5 separate regions of the Mus musculus genome follow, and regions 2, 3, 4 and 5 are each linked to region 1. Evidence: chromatin contacts called from public Hi-C and HiChIP or PLAC-seq data. All regions are on one chromosome and are shown on one strand. The core of a region is the stretch at or near the end of the contact, and the rest is flanking DNA. Distances in the headings are between cores, read along the strand shown.

Region 1 (2,696 bases), core at 86-2,585:
AGGCTGGGTGTGTATTTAAGAAAGACGGCCATCATCAGAAGTAGCTTTGGAGTTTTCCTTGTCTGATGCCGTTTGTGTAAGAAGCACATGAGACTCAATCCCATTTACTGCTGAACTGTAGCTACTTCCTACCCAAACTGCACCTCCGCCATAATCACCCACTTCAGGAGCTCGGCTTGGTCCAGATGGCTTAGGGAGAAAGCTGAGTCACCAGGAACTACACTACTGAGAAGGCGTGTTAATTTAGTAGACAGTGCAATCGTAGGAAGAGTTCCAAGAAGGCGTGTGAAGCAAGGCACCCGCCCTGGACTACTGTCCCACCCACACTGAGCATCGTGAAACAGGACCCCAAATTGCATGAACAATTCATAAAATGTCAAAACTATGTCCTATATGCACATGTGCCACTAGATAAGCATACCACTAATCTGCGCCCAGGAAGACGCTGCTATTTTCCATGCTAGTCTTGTGTGCACGTGCAGACAGGTATGAGAAATGTGTGTCCGAACAGCTGACTGACCCTCCAGGCAGGACGGCCCCTTACCATGATGCTCTTGTACATGTTGCCATTGTTGTCTTCTACACTGATGCGGATGATGCAGGTGTCTTCGTTCTGCTGATTGTAAACAGGAGGCAGTACTGTGGAGGTAATGGATGTCACGGAGACGGAGCGCTTGTGGATTTTAGGATTGTTGTTGCACGTTGGAGGGGAGGACAGGGGGTTGATTAGGGACGACATCCCTGAGGAATTCGTGTCCATGGAATGGATGGAGGAACAGGAAGAGGAGGATTCAGAGAGCTGGAAGAATCAGAAAACAAAGCCATTGGAGCCTGGACCAAACATGCTTCACGTTTCAAAACAGAAGTAGATACAGAGACTGGTTGTTTCCTCCTCAATATCTCATGTCTCTGGTACACACACACACACACACACACACACACACACCCCGTGGGCTCATGTGACGATCAGTGACTCACTGGGAACTAATCATTCTGAATCTAAGAAAGGCACAGTGGACCTTTGATGGCCTGGTTTTAGTTGTCCGTATGAAGGCTAACCACGAGATGGCAGCAGATACCAGAATTTAAAGGCCGTACAGGCTGAGCTTACAGAAGCTGGGAAGCCATCCTCTTCTCACCCCCAACAGTTCTCAATGTGGCCATGGAGAACATTCTGTCCCCACTACTTCACATCCAGATTTTGTAGTAGGAGACAAATGTCTTCATGTTTAGAAGCATCTAAGATAAGGACTACTGCTTGTGTAGTTCTGCTGAGAGGGCCTCAGAGATCACCTGACCCCTTTGCCAAGTAGAGAAGCTGGAGGCCCAGAGAAAACACGGGGCCCCAGGTCCACCTACACAGTCTCACTCCTACCAGGACCAGAGCTCTCCAGCCCCTTTGCTGTGGTGTTCACACAGCAGGGGCACAGCAAGCACCAAGCCATCTGCAGCTATGATGAGTTAGCTGACTTGTGCTACAGCCTTGAAACCTTTAGTGCTGTGAGACTGTTAATGAGTTTTCATTTATCTTTCTCACTTGGGTCACAGCTGCCTTGCAGGGCAGGGGGAGGGAGGGGCACCCTAAAAACAGCATCATAACAATGCTGAGAGCACGACTCAGCAAAACAGATCACTTGCCTGGACAACGCAGCCTTTGAGTATCTCTTTAACAATCACTGGTAAGACCAGCAAGATACACTTTCACAATCTACATCGAGGCCATTTGAGAGATGTACGGCTGCAGTAATGTGCTTCTCTAAGTGACTGAATATTTAAAATTCAACTGATATTAATCACCAGACAAAGAGATGCTTTAAACTCACCGGGATGTATTCCTGACATAAAACCATTAAGCTGAACCATTTAAATATCAATTGTTACAGAAAAGTGTGTGTGTGTGTGATATTCGGAATGAGTTAAACTGGATTATATTATAATAATCCTATAAAACTCATTATTAATTTCTATATAATCTACCATTCCACAGATACAGATCAAGGAATTTAGCTTTCTGATAATGTGGCTTCTAAAAAAATAGGGCCTATGTTATCTGTAGTTTTTCAGGGCTGCTTCGTCCGATGGCATCCTATGTTAAGGACAATTCCACAGCAGGGGTGTTCTATTATGGCCAGCAAACCGCAATGCCAACTCTAATATGTAGTGTCTACAGTAGGACTGCCATGATATCGGTTAGCCATGTGCTGCTGCTGTTTGGAATTCTCCTTCTGTGCCCATGTGACTCAGCTTGAGCACTTACTCAGGGTGGATAATTTTAACAGCGTTATCTTGCCTGCAAGTCTATTAGCCAGGAAGGTCAGTTCTCCAAATGCTGCTTGAATGTTTTCACTTTCACCGTCCTATTTCCCTTGGGCTTTCCGTGATGCTAATAACACTTATAGTTGAGGGGGTAATGCGTTAGGATGGTGAGCTCACACGAGTTATAGAGACTATCCTCACAAGGATATAAGTGGTGTGGAACAAGCATAAAGGTAACTGTTTATAAGTGATGATCAGGCGCACGAAGAAGGAGGAATGCATATTACACTTTACTTCTAAAGAGAACAACCTCACGAGGGCGAGCAAGAGAGAGGCGTGGAAGAAGGAAGAAGGGAGAAGGAGCCTTGCGGGGAGCGCCTGTCTCTGCCTCCCCTTACGGCAGTGGCTCTGGGACTCCAGGTGGACATACACGCCTGGCT
Region 2 (2,696 bases), core at 137-2,636, 830 kb after region 1:
GAAATAAGCCTGTGCCCTTGGGGAGAAGGTATTCACAAACACTGAGTTTGAATAATTAGTACTATTTCTTTTGAATAGAATAATTTGCTGTCTTTATGGTGAGCAACCCTCCATTGTACATTGTTGCAGAAGATAAAAAAGGAAAAGAAATATGATCCTTCCCTTCAAGGAATTCCCTATCTCAGGAGGAAGACAAACAATGAACTCATAAAGGAGTGCAATTTCATAAATGGCCAAGGGAAATACTAGAAGAAAAAAAAGAGGGGGAAAAAATCTCAGTTTGCCTGCTGGCTGGAGATGCAGCTGGCTTAGCATGGCCTGAGAACTAGGTTCAATGGAAGCACGGGGAAGTTACCTGAATTAACTGCTTTACAAAAACATCCAGGGCTTCCATTGACTCTTCTCTCAATGAATAACTTCAACAGCTTTCTCTCCATGCATGCTGCGTAAGGAAAGACGTGGCTTTCCTGTTGAATATTTTATTTATCACAAGGAAGTGATGTCTGAGAGAACTGGCCTGGATCTAAACCACTTACATTTAATTACTGATGTGTGACTTGGGCAAGCTCCTTAGTCACTTAATGAGACTTCTTCGTCTGTAAAATGGGATGGGTGGTAGCATTCTGTGGAGGGACTGAAAACTGCAAGCACTAAAAGTACTTAGAAGTGGCCGCTGCTGAAGTGCCCAGGAGAAGTGCACACCGGCACATGGGTGTGTCTTTCTCTCAACTTCTCTCTGTCTTATCCTTCATGCTCAAGTCTATGCTAAAATCTCCTCACTATAAACTCCACCAGTGCTTCATTTAAAATGAGGAAAAGTGCCTTTGGGGCTGGTACAGGCTCTGTTCTGGAGTTGGAATCCCAACTCACGACTGCCAGGAAGGCTAGTTGCAGGGAGGGAGCCCCAACACTCTGGCCTCTGTGGGTACTTGCATTCACACACACACAGAATATTTAAAAATAAAAAATGTTGAAAATGGTTGGTACAAGCAGCAGAGGAACAGGAGTTAAGAAAGGAAAAATTCCTGTCATGTCTTTAGTGAGCTTGAGGTTGACTTGGCCTGAAGATAAACAGGTCTTGACATCATATCTGTCCGTCACGTCATTGACCTCTCTTTGTCTCTGTCTCTGTCTGTCTGCCTGCCTGCCTCCCTCTGTCTCTGTGTGTGTGTCTCTCTGTGTGCATGTCTGTGTGTCTGTGTGTCCCTCTTCTGTTTGAGACAGGAGGTTCTTGCTATCCAGACTGAGTCTCCTGTCTCAGCTGGGATTCCAGGCCTAATGCACAGCTGTCGTTTCATTAAGGGGTCAAATCAATAAAAGGAGGCTTCTCACGAGCTCCTGTGTATTTGGTGGATACATGTCTCCTATGGCAACAAGCTGAGAGTACCAGAAATAGTTTATTCTCCCTGATAGAGAGATGGAACAGATGCTGCCCACCAGAAGCACTGTACTGTGCTCTCACCAGTTTGCGTTGTCCTGTGGGTCAGAAGGCTTCTGGACTCCAGTGATCGAGATGTAGCAGGACATCCTCTATAAAAGGAGATCTCACTATGCCTGGAAACTGCCTTGAGAAGACAGAACATACTTGGTGGTTAACGTGTGCCTTGAGCAACCTATAAAGCCACTGGTGTTAAAAGCCATGATGAAAGATGGCTGGCAGTGGCTTCCACTGCCGTGACAGTCTCTAGTGTCTGCGTGGCTAATTTAGAATTCTCTAGAGCCTGTGGCAGGCCTAAACGAGAATAATAATCCTATCAAGAACCCAATTTTATCATCACAAAGACATTCTCTCTTCAACAAATACCTATTCTCTTTTTTGATAAATAGCTCTTAATTTGATATCGGATCCTGATAATGACTATTTGACTGTAGACATGCAGAGATTAGTTAGTTGGGTTGCTTATCACCAGCTGGGCAGGATTTTCCTTCTCTCTAATCCGAGATAGTGCCCTGGAGCAGGGAGCGGCCAGCAGCATTCCGTCACTGAGGGATACAGCAATGGAGAGTTTGGTCTGATGTAGGTCCTTAAACCTGAGACCCTCTCATTAGCCACAAACTGGTTCCCCTCCTTCACCCCACATAGCATCATGATATCCATAGGCATGATAAAGTGAGGAAGAAAATCTCTAACCAACTTACAGGTTGTGTTGGACTAGATACCAGCACTGTGTGGCATTAGATGCACCCAGAGTGGCCCTGGAAAACACTCCCCTTCCTGCTGGGGAGAACTTTACTCAGAAGTGTAGTTGCCTGCTTCCTGGGATCCCCTGACAGCCATCAGTGACTTGTGGATGGGACCCAACATTTTGGCTGAATGGTCAGGCACTTGGGGAAACATGAACAGCGAATATTAGCAACCATGTGCAGAAGCTACTGACAATATACGAAATTCTTAGGCTAGATTCAGAATATGAGGATATTTGTATTCCCACCAAAGTCTGTAAGAGAGTTCGGCAGGTAAAAGCACTTGCCACAAGTCTGGTGACCTGAGTTTGATCACGGAGCCCCCACATGTTGTCCTCTGACCTCTATATATGTGCTGTGTCACACAGGATAAACAAACAAACAAATGAATATATGAACCTAGCTTGGGGGTGGGTGGAAACAGATCATTCAGTTCTCTACCCCACCCACTTGTAAAATCAACTGAGCACATGTCTGTTCTTGGCTGTCAGTCAGTTAGTCAAACTCCTTCC
Region 3 (2,696 bases), core at 107-2,606, 810 kb after region 1:
TCCAGGAGAGCCTTGGAGCTTTTTACACCGGAACAAAACTGCCCTCAATTACAGAGAGTGTCTTCATTACCTTTCTGTTTTCTCCCAACTAGGATTAGCAGTGAAACAGCTCCTAATTAAGGCTGAACAGCTCTGAAGAACAGTAACTTTAAAAGTGAACTTCCACTTTAATTACACATAGAAATACCGGCGGCAAAGGCATTTGCTCCCCTCAAATTCCCCTATCAAAACTAAGAGCAATCATTCTCAACCCTGGAGACAGACAAACATTTTAAAGACAAGTGTTTGAAAGTGGACCTTCAAGACTCTAATGTAAGCATGCTATGTGATAGTCCTGTCCTGCCAGGATGAGTGTTTCATTAGCGCCTCAGGGTGCAAAAGGGGGTGGGGGGGTGTTGGTCCAAAATCCTAACTGCTGAAATAGAAAAGAATCAACGGAACGAGAATCCGGTTGGACTAGAAAGAGTAAGAAAAAAAGAGAGAGATGCTAGCGTGGGACATGGTGGCCCTCACCGGATGTTCAAAGCGAGATGAATTTTAGAAGTTGGAGAAAGGAATTTCTGTGTGTGGCCCACGCTGGAGAACAGACCGTCAGCACGCGGCTGGACAGGCCCCTCAGGCCGGACCAGCGGCTCCATGGATGCGGCCCCGGAGCTGGACCGTGAGCGAGTAGTGGGGACGGGGCTGTCATCGCTTACCCAGGTGCAGCGTGAGGTTGATGGAGTTGGGGTACTGCACCCCGGCCAGCATAGTCTGGCTTTGCCACCAGGTGGTGTCGGCCTGGTTGTTGTAGTCGGTCAGGAAGGCTGCCCCGTGTTGCAGGTGCTGCTGGCCGGCGTCGCACAGGTGACAGGACTTAGTGACTCCGGTCACCCCAGTCTGCACGCAGTACTCCTCGGGCGGAGTCCCACACGTGTTGGTAGCCACCACGGTCACATTGAAGGCGGCATTAACAAACTCCGGCATGCAGCGCTGCGGCCGCCCGCCCTCATCCGCGCACTCGTCCATGGCCGCCCGGACACAGCCCGCCACAGCCGCCAGCACAGCCAACAGCGGCCACAGCCGCCCCCGGGGCTGCAGGGCCAGCGCGGCCCGCCCGCCGCCCGTCATCCCGCTGCGCGCGGGCCCTCGGCAAAGGCTGGGGTGCCGCGCTGCACTCGCCTAGCGGCGTATCCCGAGGCCGATCCTCCGCTGCGGGCCGAGGCCGGGCTGTGGACCGGGCTGGAGGCCGAGAGCCGGACGCAGAGCCGATGGGTGGGCGTCCGAGCCAAGATCGCGCTGCCTCCGCTACCTCCCGGTGCGCAGCCTGCACTGTGCGCCGACCCCCGACTTCCGAGCGCGCACTCGAGAGCGCGCCCCAGGAGGAAGGAGAAGGGGGTGGGGTCTGCCCGGCGGGGTGGGATCTGGCGGTGGAGAAAACCCAAGGCCGGCCTCCTCGGCAGCTCACGCGGGCCAGGAGCTGCTCCCCGCCCTACGCGTCCTCCCCAGCGACTCCCGGCGGCGGCGGGGGCGGCCTGGAGGGCGGTGGGCCAGAGAAGCGAGATGGGAGGGGCGGGAGCCAGAGGACCGGGCGCGAGGTGGGCGGGGCGGTGGAGTAGGAGGGTGGGGTGCGAGGAGGGCGGGACCGGCAGCAAAAGGGAGGGGGGCGCGAGATGGAAGAGGCAAGGGGTCAAGTGGGAGGACTTCTGGATGGGCGTGACTAGAGGTGGGCTGGGCGAGGGGGTAAGAGGGAGGGGCCCAAGGTGGGCGGAGAGGGAGCGTGAGTGAGGGAAGGAGGGCGGGGCGTGGGGTGTGGGGTGCTGGGCAGTGCATGCTGGGAGGGTAGGGGCTTCGGTGGGTTGGGAACCCTCATCCAGGTCTTGTACCTTAGAGGATCTTGCCCTGGAGGGTATGAGGCTAAGAGGAGGTTCTTAAAGGGAGACGCAGGTGGGTGAGGTGGCCCGGAATCTGTGTTTTTGACTTCATGAGGACTTGGACCCTGGCCCAACCAGATGTCAGTCCTTACGGTATAGCTCAGCCACTACCTGACTCTGGAGCCTGAACACAGCGCAACGGTGCGGTGGCCTGCGTGACCTCGCCCTCCCCAGCCGTCCCGGGCATTGCCTCCTGTATCCCGGGGCAAGCCCTGCCCACGCTGAGGGGAGAGATCCCGAGGTGTCCAAGGGACTGGATCCCTGTGGAACACAGGGCTCGATCTCAGCTTCAGAGTCAATTTTGTGATTTCCTTGCTCTAAATTAAAATGTGACTGTCATTTAACCGGGCAAGGAAGGAAGTGAGAAGGCTGGGAATGGAATGACATTTTCCCCTGGATACGCAGACCTGCTTTGAAATTCTTCCACTCTGTTGTTTGTGTGTCCTAGCTTGCCTTTAAAAGACTCGAAATTATCTGGATTCTGACATCCTCCTCTTCGGACCTGCTGAGTCACAGAATATTGTCAGTGCCAGAATGACTCAGTTCCCAGAGCCCGAGCCAAAAGATCATGCGTTTTAGTCTCAGATCAGAACTACCTGCAGTGCTGATAGGACCAGCAGACAGGGGAAGGGAGGGTGCTGTAAAAATGAACCAGCTGAGAGCCGGGCTTGGCAGCACACTGTGCTAATCCCAACCCAAGATGCAAAGCAGACCAGCAAAGTGTAAGCTCCGGATCAGTAGTCTTTTTAAGATAATGATACTGATAGCTACAAGATGGCCCAG
Region 4 (2,696 bases), core at 133-2,632, 770 kb before region 1:
TCAGGACAGATATAAATCTAGAAATCAATCCGAGCAACAAGGTGACTTAATCCGTGTCAGAAATCACTAAAGCGAAACCCGGAGAGTACAAAGAAGCAAAGGAGTCGAAACAGAACCTTCAGGAAACACCTGCGTTTTTGAAAGAGGAGAGAAGGAAGAAAGGTTATTTTGTAACCCGGATGGTCAGAGAGATAAGACTTAAGTGGTGAGGCATTAAAAGCAAGAGGTTTCAGATAGCTCGATATTGCTGAACGGACAAATACGAAATTTACTGTGGCCACAGAGGTCACATCCAAGCTCCTCAACTCTGCCGCCACCTGCTGAAGTGGCACAAAAGAAAGACATGTGCTTTTGCAAGAGAAACCCACCTGTCATTTTACCCACAGTTAGCCTGCCAATCAGCCATTGCAACTCATTACAACATCTAGTCTTCACTAAATTAAAAAAAAAAAATCACTTTTGCATTGTACACTTCTTTCCTTCATGGGCTTTTAAGATAACTATTATTAATCACGTTCTTAGCTTTGCTTGGCCTCCTTCATTTTGAGTGTCCTGCTTAGTTGCTGGGGTACTGAATTAGAGGAGTAATTCAGGAGTTAGATTAGTGTTTGCTAACTTCTTCCAAGCCTTTGTGCAAAAGTTCAAGCTACGTGTGCAAAAGTAGAAGGACGATATATACATATTAGAGTTGTGTATATGCGCTAATGAAAGTAAAACTCTCACATGGTCGTCAAAGGTTCGAGTCATTTAGCTGTTGTTCATTTCCTAGTTTTTGTTTTGTTTTGTTTTGTTGTCATTTTCTCGAGGGCAGAAGAATATTTTCACTGTTCACCCAGGCATTCGGTACCGACCTGGGGGCAAGTCTCATTCTGTCAGCTCTCAGGAAAAAAAAAAAATCTTCAGGAAGAGAATGGCAAAGCACTCACGAGTCTCAAGGACTGGGCAGCCCACCGACGAGGTAGGGTTGGCCAAAGGTCTTGCGGAACACAGAACGCCTGGAACCTGCGTGGCCTTTACAGAATAGGACTACAAGTCCCAGAACGCAGGGCGCTACTAGGCAGAAATCTAGCAAGGCGCCTGCGCGTAGGTCTGTAGTCAAGCTGGAGGAAGCGGTGCACCTTGGGACTAGTAGTTCCTAGGTGGCAACTCCTGGGGTCGGAGGTGGATCGAAGGGACAGCTCCCTGCCCAGTCCCGCCTTTTGTCCACGTCCCGCTTCTCTGGGCCAATGCTAGGTCCTGTAGCTGCGGCCAGCCCCTCTCCGAGGCTGTCTCCATTGGTCCCGAGGCTATCTCACTTCGGCTCTACCCGGAAGTAGCCTTGGAGAGGCGGTTTCCTAGACTACGACACCGGAAAGCTGGGGGCGGTGCTCCGAGCCGTGGAGGGCGGAGGGTGGTGGCAGCGCTGGCGCTGGGGGACCGGCTCGGTGACTTCGGCAAACAGTTTGGCGCCGGCGGCCGCCAGCCTCACTCCACAGTCCGCCCTCGACACGGCTCGCAGCCTCCTCGCCGCCGGCAGCCCGCAATGTGGCCCACCGTGCCGGTGTAGCAGCTGCGCGTGCGCGGAACCGCGGGGCCATGAGCAAAGCCGGCGGCTGCCGGGGCTGTGGGTGCCGGGTCCCCCAGCGAGCGTCATGGAGCCTGGTGGCAGCGACGGCCGCGCTCTGTCTGGTGTTGGCCACGTCCGTGTGCACGGCAGGGGCCGCGCCCATGAGTAGGGAAGAGAAGCAGAAGCTTGGGTAAGGGTGCGTGGCTGTCCGGGTGGGTTTCCTCGCGCGGCTGCCAGCAGTGGAGGTGCCTGTCATTGCGCCCCCGGCGCACTGTGGACTTTTTCTGTGGTGACTGTAACAGCTGGTGAGGCTGGAGGACCTCGGTGCGGTGGACGGGGTCCAGGACGATGGGAGCTGATCCCCGGGATGTGACCTCGGGGGCTGTCGAGTGTCTCCTGGGCAGCCTGTGACATATGTAGTGTTGTGTCAGCGCCTCTGCCATGTCAGGGGCTGGTGGAGGGGCTACCGCCTGGGTGGCGGAGGCAGGGTTGGATGTCTCACCCAAGTGAGCTCCCAGCGGGAAAATGTTGCGGTGCTTACACCTGTTAAAGGAAAAGGGGCGTTCACCGGAACTTGAACTTTTCAGACTTCACTATCCCCCTTGCTGTGTTTTCTTTCCTAAATGGCACTTGTGAGCTAGAGCAGGCGATTTGATGCTATTCAGAGGCCTCGATTAAGTGTACCCCCTTAGAGTAGTTTTATGAGGCTTAAAAGTGTTCCAAAACACTATTTATAGCATTTAATCCAGTAATTCGAATACATCCGAAGTGGCACAAGTGACTAAGAACGAAGTGGAGAATCTCTGGATTTTGGCAAAACCGTGAAGTTAAGTGAGAGGAGAGGAAATGTGTGCCTGTCAGTAGCACGGCGAGTTGACTGCGAAAGATGCTTATTAAAACAGTGAAGTGGGTGGGTTTTGCTTGTCTGGTAGGTTAGCACAGAACACTAGAATGCACTGCTGATTAGTGAAGAGGTGAGAAAACTGGTGGGGATGTAAACCACGTGACTTATTGACACCAACTCCAGAATTTTAAATTGTGCTTGCTCTTTGATTCATTTCTTTCTCTGGAGAATCTATCCTACAGAAGTAAAGACACAATTAGAGATAAGTGTATAAAGGGGTGCATTTTGACAGAACAGAACAGGCTG
Region 5 (2,696 bases), core at 53-2,552, 700 kb before region 1:
TACCTACCTGCTATTAAAGCATGGGTACTTACTTATTAGAACTAACTTGTTAGCCATGAGCTTGTGTTGGGCTAATTAAATACTGTCTGCTCTCTTCAAAGGGAATGCCATTGATGGACCTCTGGAAGACTCTTGATCTATAAAAGAATGCTAGCCCAGGTTAAGGTTCTTTTAGAAATCCTGTGGTGCTCTTTAGGGCCACATACCACTAACTTTGTCTTAACAGCAGCAGGTGATGTCAGGGTTTATAATAGCATGTGACTTCTCAGAGTCAAAGCTTCCTCACATGGTTGATCAAAGAACCAATGAATAAATAGACCAGCATTAGAGAACCTTCAGTCTGGAGGCTAGCTGCTTCCACGGCCGTCATTCTGACATCTCCAGCAGCCTTCCTCCACTTTGCCCACTCTCTTTCCAGCTTCTGCTGTAGACTAGTCAAAGCTTCCCGCTACAAATGGGTCCAGACAGCTGCTGCAACTGGAAATTCTAGGTCATGCAGCCACTCTCCTGCCCTACCGTAGAACTATTAAACTGAATCAATTCTAGCCTGTCTTCTTGTTAGCAGCCACAGGGACAGACAGTTTTCAAATCCCTCTTAACCCGTTTGCTTGTTCTCTCTCTCTCTCTCTCTCTCTCTGTGTGTGTGTGTGTGTGTGTGTGTGTCTCTCTCTTCTTTTCTTCCTCTTTTTTTTTCGAGACAGGGTTTCTCTGAATAGCCCTAGCTGTCCTGGAACTCACTCTGTAGACCAGGCTGGCCTCGAACTCAGAAATCCGCCTGCCTCTGCCTCTCAAGTGCTGGGATTAAAGGCATGCGCCGCCACTGCCAGCTTAACTCGCTTTCAAAAGGACCGTTTGCCTAGAAATCTGGGGAAAGGTTTTCCGAGTCTGGGGCAGGTCTAGGAGGGCAAAAGTCCAGGCTACTCCACACACCCACACCTTGGTGGCCAGAATAGCCTTGAGGGAGGAAGGGATTTCAACAGAGGGAGGATTTCAACTGTGGGAGCTTCTGGGCGGGGCGGGGTGGGTGTGGTGTGGTGGGGCTCCTCTGTGCCCCACTCTAATGCGTGACTGCCCCTTCCTACTGCCTGGCCGACCTAGTGTGCCATTTGATTCTTCCAACCTCAAGTCACTGTGATTCCCCGAGATCATGATGTCACGAGCTAGATTTGCCTGTGACTTCCCATTCAGCATCTGTGACAAGCTGAGCACCTTGGTCACTCTTCCAGCCGTCCTGGAGAGAACATTACAGACCTTCCATTACTGATGTCTTTGCTTTTTGAGCATGCCTTTAAACATGCCCAGTAGTGTACATCCTAATCTAGCCGAGCATCCACCCAGAAGTGCTTTTTCCAGATGACTATGCCTAGCCTTTGTGAAATAAATTCCCTGTCTGTCCTTTGTCCTTGGAGACTTGCTGTTTGGGGTGCTGCAGACTTCATTCTCATGCCTTCAGGCAATAGAGATCCACTCTTGTATGTCTTGGCTGTGACTTTTTGGCTTTCACTGATCAAGACACACTTTCCTCGTGTTATTTTACGGCATAACCAAAGCCATTTCTTTATTGAAGTGATGTGAACTCAGTCTGTCACCTTTGTTCACCGACTTGGAGAGCACCAGGACCACCACATGTCCCAGAATCAGCGTCACTCCTGGGCTGCCTTCCCATGTCACCCAATACACAAACATGCTTCCTTCTGTCGAACTCAACGGGCAAAGCCTTAGATATTAAGTCCCACCTGCACACTGATTGTACACATATCCATGAATAGCTTTGGGAGCTGGATGAAATTAAGTCCCACTGCTGACCAGCCTCACTTAAAATCCTGGCTGAACATCTCGGGTGAGACTTAGCACTGTCTCGGATTCTAGCCACATTTCTCTGATCGATGTTTGCAACTTGGCATGAGCTTCATCCTTTCTTTCCAAATCTCCCACACTCATCATCAAGCAAAACAGATGCAAATGAGGATACAGTATTCACCGGCCTAGAACTATTCGAGCTTGTTAACATAGACTTCTCCCTGAAGGAATCCAAGGACTCTTTCTACCGTCATACTAGAGAACTGGAGCCTCAAGTGAACCAGATGTACTGACAAATGGGAAAACAAATCAGACTATTAGACTCCATTTGAGCCTGAGAGTGAAGGAACTCTGGCCCACTGCCTAAAATCCCTTTCTGCACGCACCAAGAGCATCGGCCTCCATCCCTGAGTCATGGGAACAGAGATGTTGGATGATGAGTTACAGTGCGACACCGAGCTCATCCAATGAAACCAGGAAGCTCTTTGTCTTATTTTCCTTGTTTTTCTGCTGCTGGTGAAAGTGCAAGCGGCCCCGAAGAGAGGGAGAGACAGAAATGGAGAAAGAGTTTTTGTAGGTAACAACACACAACCAAGTCTGTTTGTTTCTTTTTTAACTCCATCATCTGCTCCAAGAACCTAAAAAAAAAGATAACTAACAAGAAACCTACACAGTTTCTTCCAAATACTCAGGTCAATGTTTGTAACAGCAGGATATGTCAAGGCAGAACGATGGGGACAATGCACATTCGGAGTATGGACTGTCTAAGGGGAATGTTTTCCAGTGCTGAGTAGTGCAACTATTAATGTTGCCTTTATTAATGTTGCCCTTGCTGTTCTCCAGACGCCGAGCTAGGCTCTAGGGATCCTAGAGTGACACTCAAGGCCATTTCAGAT

What was found. A called contact is a pair of places that touch in the nucleus more often than the background predicts. HiChIP or PLAC-seq counts read pairs in DNA pulled down with a chosen protein or histone mark.
Region 2: a contact with region 1 is called in an H3K27ac HiChIP or PLAC-seq map of extraembryonic endoderm stem cells, with 2.6 times the contacts expected there. The contact joins two enhancer-like sites. A contact is called at or near these places in 2 of 484 Hi-C or Micro-C datasets (both in the G1E-ER4 cell line) and 3 of 115 datasets of contacts at active chromatin or transcription factors (embryonic stem cells, extraembryonic endoderm stem cells and large pre-B cells).
Region 3: an H3K4me3 HiChIP or PLAC-seq map of pro-B cells shows a contact between it and region 1, with 4 times the contacts expected there. The contact joins the promoter of Lamc1 here to the enhancer-like site in region 1. A contact is called at or near these places in 10 of 39 promoter capture datasets (the 3T3-L1 cell line, 3T3-L1-derived adipocytes, the C10 cell line and 7 more), 1 of 484 Hi-C or Micro-C datasets (the N1E-115 cell line) and 9 of 115 datasets of contacts at active chromatin or transcription factors (the NIH/3T3 cell line, bone marrow-derived macrophages, embryonic stem cells and 3 more).
Region 4: a contact with region 1 is called in an H3K4me3 HiChIP or PLAC-seq map of pro-B cells, with 5 times the contacts expected there. The contact joins the promoter of Edem3 here to the enhancer-like site in region 1. A contact is called at or near these places in 3 of 39 promoter capture datasets (the C10 cell line, hippocampal neurons and pre-B cells), 1 of 15 datasets of contacts at CTCF or cohesin (pro-B cells), 6 of 115 datasets of contacts at active chromatin or transcription factors (astrocytes, bone marrow-derived macrophages, embryonic limb bud and 3 more) and 1 of 9 other capture datasets (adipose tissue).
Region 5: a contact with region 1 is called in a Hi-C map of cortical neurons, with 6 times the contacts expected there. The contact joins two enhancer-like sites. A contact is called at or near these places in 3 of 15 datasets of contacts at CTCF or cohesin (the NIH/3T3 cell line, large pre-B cells and pro-B cells), 65 of 484 Hi-C or Micro-C datasets (the 3T3-L1 cell line, the AML12 cell line, the AtT-20 cell line and 41 more), 3 of 115 datasets of contacts at active chromatin or transcription factors (astrocytes, embryonic stem cells and stem cell-derived neural progenitor cells) and 1 of 9 other capture datasets (embryonic stem cells).

What each region holds. Positions count from the first base shown.
Region 1 is chr1:152,524,101-152,526,796 of GRCm38.p6, forward strand. Rgl1 (ral guanine nucleotide dissociation stimulator,-like 1) reads right to left here. Exons shown (of 18, transcript NM_016846.4): 16 at 545-799. Among named protein-coding and RNA genes, the nearest start is that of Gm51749, 15 kb to the right of the region's middle. Within about 2 kb of position 1,336, at least 70 of the 459 cell types and tissues checked have an H3K27ac peak or open chromatin away from gene starts, as enhancers often do. A contact at or near this core is called in the N1E-115 cell line, bone marrow-derived macrophages, cortical neurons and 3 more, where this site is marked.
Region 2 is chr1:153,354,720-153,357,415 of GRCm38.p6, forward strand. No RefSeq gene overlaps it. Among named protein-coding and RNA genes, the nearest start is that of Lamc1, 23 kb to the left of the region's middle. Within about 2 kb of position 1,387, at least 12 of the 459 cell types and tissues checked have an H3K27ac peak or open chromatin away from gene starts, as enhancers often do. A contact at or near this core is called in extraembryonic endoderm stem cells, where this site is marked.
Region 3 is chr1:153,331,430-153,334,125 of GRCm38.p6, forward strand. Lamc1 (laminin, gamma 1) reads right to left here and starts at 1,357. Exons shown (of 28, transcript NM_010683.2): 1 at 699-1,357. The coding sequence starts at 1,110.
Region 4 is chr1:151,753,992-151,756,687 of GRCm38.p6, forward strand. It overlaps Edem3 (ER degradation enhancer, mannosidase alpha-like 3), which reads left to right and starts at 1,383. Exons shown (of 20, transcript NM_001039644.2): 1 at 1,383-1,736. The coding sequence starts at 1,576. It overlaps 2810414N06Rik (RIKEN cDNA 2810414N06 gene), which reads right to left and starts at 1,027. Exons shown (of 2, transcript NR_151475.1): 1 at 852-1,027.
Region 5 is chr1:151,823,154-151,825,849 of GRCm38.p6, forward strand. No RefSeq gene overlaps it. Among named protein-coding and RNA genes, the nearest start is that of Edem3, 69 kb to the left of the region's middle. Within about 2 kb of position 1,303, at least 12 of the 459 cell types and tissues checked have an H3K27ac peak or open chromatin away from gene starts, as enhancers often do. A contact at or near this core is called in the N1E-115 cell line and cortical neurons, where this site is marked.